Regions from separate parts of the Triticum aestivum genome. Here region 2 is linked to region 1. The links are chromatin contacts, called in public Hi-C maps. All regions are on one chromosome and are shown on one strand. The core of a region is the stretch at or near the end of the contact, and the rest is flanking DNA. Distances in the headings are between cores, read along the strand shown. Region 1 holds the start of LOC123189678 (protein hsr-9). Region 2 holds the start of LOC123189680.

Evidence for each region. Hi-C and Micro-C count contacts between places; a contact is called where the count stands out from the background.
Region 2: a contact with region 1 is called in a Hi-C map of leaf, with 4 times the contacts expected there. The contact joins the promoter of LOC123189680 here to the promoter of LOC123189678 in region 1. A contact is called at or near these places in 2 of 5 Hi-C or Micro-C datasets (both in leaf).

Annotation. Positions count from the first base shown.
Region 1 is chr2A:604,626,838-604,630,190 of IWGSC CS RefSeq v2.1, reverse strand. LOC123189678 (protein hsr-9) reads left to right here and starts at 1,593. Exons shown (of 12, transcript XM_044602148.1): 1 at 1,593-1,919; 2 at 2,252-2,455; 3 at 2,538-2,719. The coding sequence starts at 1,812.
Region 2 is chr2A:605,043,704-605,047,056 of IWGSC CS RefSeq v2.1, reverse strand. It overlaps LOC123189680, which reads right to left and starts at 1,826. Exons shown (of 3, transcript XM_044602151.1): 1 at 1,331-1,826; 2 at 1,081-1,104. The coding sequence starts at 1,550. LOC123189679 (gamma-tubulin complex component 2) reads right to left here. Exons shown (of 21, transcript XM_044602150.1): 20 at 3,275-3,353; 21 at 2,609-3,179. The coding sequence ends at 3,053.

The DNA of each region.
Region 1 (3,353 bases), core at 344-2,843:
ATGGTCTATAAATGATTCTTCTAATATGAATGCTCCGAACTTTTATGAAAGATAACACAAAATTGAATCTCGTTAACTAACTTACACTCCCCTCATGTGTCCAAAACACGTGTATCTAGAAAAGTTGAAGGCGTCGTAATTGTACTGGTTAGGTTTTATAAATGTATCTTCCATGTGTGTAATAAAACAAATAAACTATAATTCAGGCAAACAACCCTCCATAAACTCTACCCGTGACCTTATTTTCTCATCCCACCTTTTAAAATATGACATTTGCATTAACAACCCCGCCATCACACAAAATTCCCTATATTCATATTTAAACCCTTAGCCACCACAGAAAGAATACCCTAGATTTACATCTACAACCCTAGCTTCACTAAAACACCATAGATTAATATGTTAAACCCTAGTTGCCATAGAAAAAGGTCCTACAGTCACATTCAAAACCCCGAGGCACCACCAAAGTACCCTACATTCACATTTTAAACCCTAGCTGTCACCAAAAGTACTCTGAATTCACATTCTGAACCCTAGCTATGTCCAAAATCTCGCGTTTATGTTCCCACCAAGCCGTGAGATCACGCAAGGTTTGTTTTTTCTCATCTCTATCATTTATAGACATCTATAGAATACATAGACAATTCATCAAAAAGAATCCTTTGTAAACCTACCAACCACCTTTTATTCCCACCCTACCATTTGAAAATAGTTTTTTTCCACATCACAACCCCCTAAAATTGCCTCGGGCCCATGTTTATAACCTTGCCCGCTAGCAAAACTCTAATTTTACAGAAAGTCTACCAACCACCTAATATTTCGTCCACTCCCTCCGTTCCTAATATTTGTCTTTTTAGAGATTTCAAATGGACTACTATATACGGATGTATATAGACATATTTTAGAGTGTAGATTCACTCATTTTGCTCCGTATGTAGTCACTTGTTGAAATCTCTAAAAAGACAAATATTTAGAAACGGAGGAAGTATATCTTTAGGAGACATTTATAGCATGCATGGAAAGTTCTACTCAATTTGCTAGCTTTTATTCTCGTCCATTCGTTCAATACAAAATTTTTACACTACAACCCAAAATCTTCTTAAGTTTTTACATATATAGCCCTAGCCACCAACAGAATACTCAAATTCTACACTTAAGCCCCACCCGCCACCTAACAATCTTGTCTCTATCTCTAGGAGGCATTTATAGCATACCTCGAAAAGATTTTCTACAATTTACTACCTTTATATTCTGGTCCGTCCATTCGAAACAGAAAATCTCACATCACAACCCCCGTGGATCGCCAAAATTACCTTGGGTTCACGTTTACAACCCTGGCCACCAGCAAATCACTCCACCGCCAAAATTACCCTGGGTTCACGTTTACAACCCTGGCCACCAGCAAATTACTCCAATTTCACACCCTGCACCCCAGCCCACACAATATTGCGATATTCGCTATTTATAGCAGACATTTATAGCGTGCCTGGAAAAGATTTACCCGTGCGAGTATAAGTACCCCACGTCTGGCCCAGGCCGAACCACACAACCTAAAAAGCGGGCAAAACCGTCCGCAGCACGACTCGCGGATGGAGAGAGAGCGAGAGAGTAGGAGAGGAGAGAGAGGAGGGAAAATATTGAAGTAGTAGAAACCCCCCGTTCGTCTCTATCGCCAGAACTTCCCCCCAAACTACCCACCCAAAGCTTTCGTGCTCCCGTCTCCCCCTCCCACGACCCCCCTCCCGAAACCCTAACCACCTTCCCCGGCTAGATCCTTCCACCGTCGGGCCGCGCCCGAGCCCTCCCCGCTGATGGCGTCGGGGGGTGCGCAGATGGAAGTCGAGCGGCGGCTGCGCGACGTCGCCGCGCGCTTCGTCTCGCTCCCGGACTCCAACAAGGAGCTGCAAGCGTTGCTCGAGGTGAGCGCCCCGGCGAATTCGAATCACTGCTTTTTTCTTTTTTCTTTTTTGGTCGCCTTCGCTGTTAGTATCATTGTTCTTGTATCCGTCGATATTTTATACCTTCTAGATAAGGTTGGAGATTTATCGCCTCCCGGCCCCTGCGTTGAATCACTTGTTTTTGCCTTTGCTAGTCACAAGGACCGAATTACCTGTGCGATGCTATTATATTATTTATTTAGCGTTGGATTGTATCTGTGCTCTGTAGTCTACCCTAACTGGTTAGTTACAGGCAGTGGTTGCTATTTTGATTGCTAGTCTAGATACTCACAATTGATGTTTCATTTGTGCAGGAAGCAGAGATCTGGTTGTCCAGGGTGGACCAGTCTCCACCCGACAGCACGCGCGCTGCTATTCGGCCCATGATGGATGCTTTGGTCAGAGAGGATCTGCTAAACCACCCTCACCCGGGGGTTAAGGTTGGTATAGCATGTTGCCTAACAGAGGTTACCAGGGTCTCCGCACCAGATCCTCCGTACGAGGATGATGTGATGAGGGTGAGTCTTCTCGTGATGAATTCTTCTCATGATGAAACTTTGTACCTGGCGGCTTACCCTTCTATTTACTTGGCGGCTTCAGGGTGTGTTCACAGTGGTTGTGGACGCTTTCGGCAAGCTGGATGATACCAAAAGCCCGTTGTTTGCAAAGCGAGTTTCCATGCTGGAAACCATCGCCAAGGTCAGGTCTTGCGTCCTAATGTTGGACCTTGACTGTGACGACTTGATCCAGGAAACATTCACACACTTTTTCAGGATCATAAGGTGTGGAACATGTTTTTCTCTTCTTTTTATTTTCATAGCTTCTGTATATGTTATTTTGTGTGGGGAATAGCTTCTTTATATGTTATTTTGTGTGGGGAATAGCTTCTGTATATGTTGACTATGGTAGATGCCAAATGGACTAGTGAGAATACATGGTGTAATTGTTGTCTTTACTTTTGGAAGTAACATGGGGAATGTCAAATGGATTAGGGAGACGAAATAACATAGTTGTTGTCTTTACTTTGAAAGTTGTATCAATGATGTCAAATGGATCAGGGAGAGGTACAACACAGTTGTGGTGACGTTGAGAGATCCCTAGAAATTACTGTCACTCATACGACATGATTATACATGTAGAGTACACTGTACTACTTTTCTGTGGAGCACGATATACAACAATACATATTCTTTGGTGTTGAATGTTATAATGTTTTAATTTTGGATTTGGTTATGACGTTTCAATGACCTGAAATCGCCAACTTATTGGTCGTGCTGGCCCTAACACTGAATACATCTGTATTTACTTCTTTACTATTCTCTTACAGTGACATTTTTACAGATATATCCTTGTCAATAACTTGTATTTTGGTGATTAGATTATTGATCACATCTGCTTACCTAGGTTTGTCAAAAT
Region 2 (3,353 bases), core at 577-3,076, 420 kb before region 1:
TGGAAATGGTTTACACTAATTTCTCTTATAGAGCATTTGTAATTGTACCATCAACGATGAGTTATGTAGGTGAAAGCCATATGTGCAGGTGTAGTGCTAGTTTCTTAAGTGGTTGATAGATACTACTGAGAAAAATGTATTACTTTGTCGGCATTTGTAAGCTGCATGGCACGTAAAACCAGTGCAGGGGAGTAATCACCCCTTACTACAAATAACAGGAAGTAATCCATGTTTGGTTTTAATGTTAAGGTGCCACTGGAAATAGCATGAAGTAATCCATGTTTGGTTGCAAAAAGTTAATGTGTTATGAGACAAACCAAGAATTTGGATGGTATTGTACATATGAAGTAATATTTGGACCTAAGCTTGTGAGCATATGATGCATACCAACATAAATTAAGAACAACAGCATCATTAGCCTTTCTTGTGTATTGTTCACATTACTATACGACAAAAGCATCAAAACTCTGAGCAAATATAAACACACGTTTTTCTCAATATATTTGGTTGATTTAGCAAATACTAGTATACACTAGGTCATTCAATAGAGTCTATCATTAGACAAATCTCACAGGTTTCATGCTGAAGTCCTTAAGAGTCAAGTCTTTCAGAAACTGCAAAATGATCTATATCCAGCCTGATACTTAACTCGCCAGTAGTTTAAAAGAGCAATATATGAACATAAAACAAACTGGGGATAATATTTTACCTAACACTTCATAGAGTATTACTTATGTTTTGGTTACTATAAAACTTCAGTACTGCTGACAGGCACTACTTTGTTCAAACAATTTGGCAACAGGAACTGTGAAGAATAACACCATTAAAATGACAGGCATGTCAACAACCCTGGACGTCTAAATTGTGTCGGAGGGTGATAAGATTCCAGGAAATTCTAAAGTTGCAGGTTGAACTGTCTGGTATAGAAAATATCATGATCAGAACTTCACAAGTGACGTCGTTCTCCATCAGATGTCAGCTATACTCTCTCTTGTTTCAGTTCACACTCAACAAATTACAATGAGAAGACTGGATAATACTGAACCTCTATTAAATGGACTGTGAAGAAGGAGCTCAAACCTGAAATTGAGAAGTTCACGAGCCCTGCAAAGGAAGGAAATGCAAAACCATGTCAGACATCACTTTATCGATCCAGTTAAAAGCATATATGTACAATATAAATTGTCTATTGCTAGCAGTGTATTCAGTCCGTCGACACTCATAAGCAACCGCATCCACCTAGTTAACGCTAGTCTCAACCGATGGGCCCATTTTCGTTATGCATAGAACCGCGCGTCGGTGCGAGATCTGAAGAGAGGGGGGCTCTCACCGGGCGCGATGGACTGGAGGGAGAGCGGCGGCGGGCAGTCGCAGGTGCAGGGCGGGCAGGAGGGGGCGGAGACGGCGGCCGCGGCGGCGGAGGAGAAGCCCTTATTGTAGCGCCAGTAGAGCGCGGGCCCGGAGACGCCGAGCGCGGAGGCCACGGCGAGGATCACCAGGCACCACCGCCCGCACGCCGCCGCCGCCGCGCGCCGCCCTCCGACTGCCATCGCGCGCGCTCGGGCTATGTGTCCGCGCGCCGTGCTCGTGCCTGCCGGGTTCCACCGTCGCGTCTCGGGGCGGAGCGGGGCGCGTGCTTGCGGTGGTTTTCTCGTGTTGCTGTGGGGGCGTAGGGCGATGGTGGCGCTGGACCTGCTGGTAGTACCGGTGGTGGGGGCGATGGCAGTGGGGTGGGTACTGGGCAGTGAAGGAGTGTGTGAGTGGGAAGTGAGCTAACTGCGGGTGGGTGGGCAGTGAAGGTTCAGGGGATCGGCCGTCGACCGGTGCGGGCGGTGAAAGAAGGGGCGTCGTGCGCTGGATTGCGGCCTCTTTCCGGCTTCAGATCGTCCCACCGGCGTGTTCCGTCTGCGTGGATATGGACCCGAAACTTTGACAAGTACGGGGAAAACGTCAGGTCGCAAGCCAGCTTCGTCTCTTTCGCCCGCATCGTGGCCGCGCAGGATTCTCAAAAACAGTGAAAACACAGGAATAGGAAAAATGCAGGATGAGTGACATGTCCTATAGTGCTCTACAGGATTTGAAGGGGTGTCTGATAGCGTCGGACAAACAAAAAAAATTGTTTAAAGAGGTTTGAGTGGATGAAAATTTTCCTCCAAAATATAATACAAATGGATCCTACAAAAAAAATCCTAAGGTTTTCAATCCTGCGAATCAAAGCTATCATCACAAGACATATTCCTAAGAGTTCAAATCCTATGGAATTCCTTTGTACCCCTTCCGTAGAGAAATATAAGAGCGTTTAGGTTACTACTCTAGTGAACTAAACGTTACTATATTTCTTTACAAAGAGAGTACCAAAGAAGCCCTGGCCTCCTTGCCAAGTGGATGCAGTGGTGCTTCGAGGCGGGTGTTAGTGGTGATGCACGACAGGCATTATTTGGTCTGCAGTGGTGCTTCTCTACACATGAAATGGGATGCAGGTACCAGACCAATCATTACGACGTTTGATAACATAACATGTGGTACCCAGTTTGGCCGATCACAGTATCATAAAATGAAAAAGAAAAGGGAAAAAAGTTCGGCCCATCACGCACGCACACAACACATGGACGGAACAAACCACAGGTCACAATTGAGGCTTCCCCTGATCCTCAAAAAAAAAAATGAGGCTTACCCTCTGAGTCGTAGCCAGGCTCTTGAAGCTGCAGGCTTACTACATCGGCGACTCGTCTCAAACAACACGAGCCAGTCCCTGAGGCACAGAGCCTGGCATGCTGAATCGCAGCACACAAACACACCACCAGAGTATGTATAATCAAACAGTTACACCAGCCTACAGCACCAGCTAATTAAAGCCTAACCAAGCATCTACATGACTACATCCACCACGTGGAAGCATAATTCTGTATGTTTTACAAGTTTCCAGCTCACCCACAAGACCGCACACCGGCGTCGACGGCAGCAAGCGCACTGCCACGCCGCGGAATCGCACACGCACACAACCACACATGCAAACTTTGCAACCATCTGAACATGGAACCCCTGAAGAAGCTCACTGGTCGATTCCGACGCCGAGAATGCACTGCGCGAGATGGGTCAGGTACGGTTCGGCCTGTGAGCTCTTGCTCAGCGTAGGAGCGAGGCTCTGGAGCTCCGCGTTGAACTCCGACTCGAATTTCCTGCGGCAGACAAGGCAAGATGGTGTGTTACAATCCTGAACTGCGTAGGAACGAGACTTTGTAAAATTGACTGACTGGGACATCGAGATACATACAGGATTGACTGCGACATCACGACGTTCTCGGATGCTAGTTTCAGTTGCTCGTCTCTGTCCTGTGATCTCTTGGCTCTTG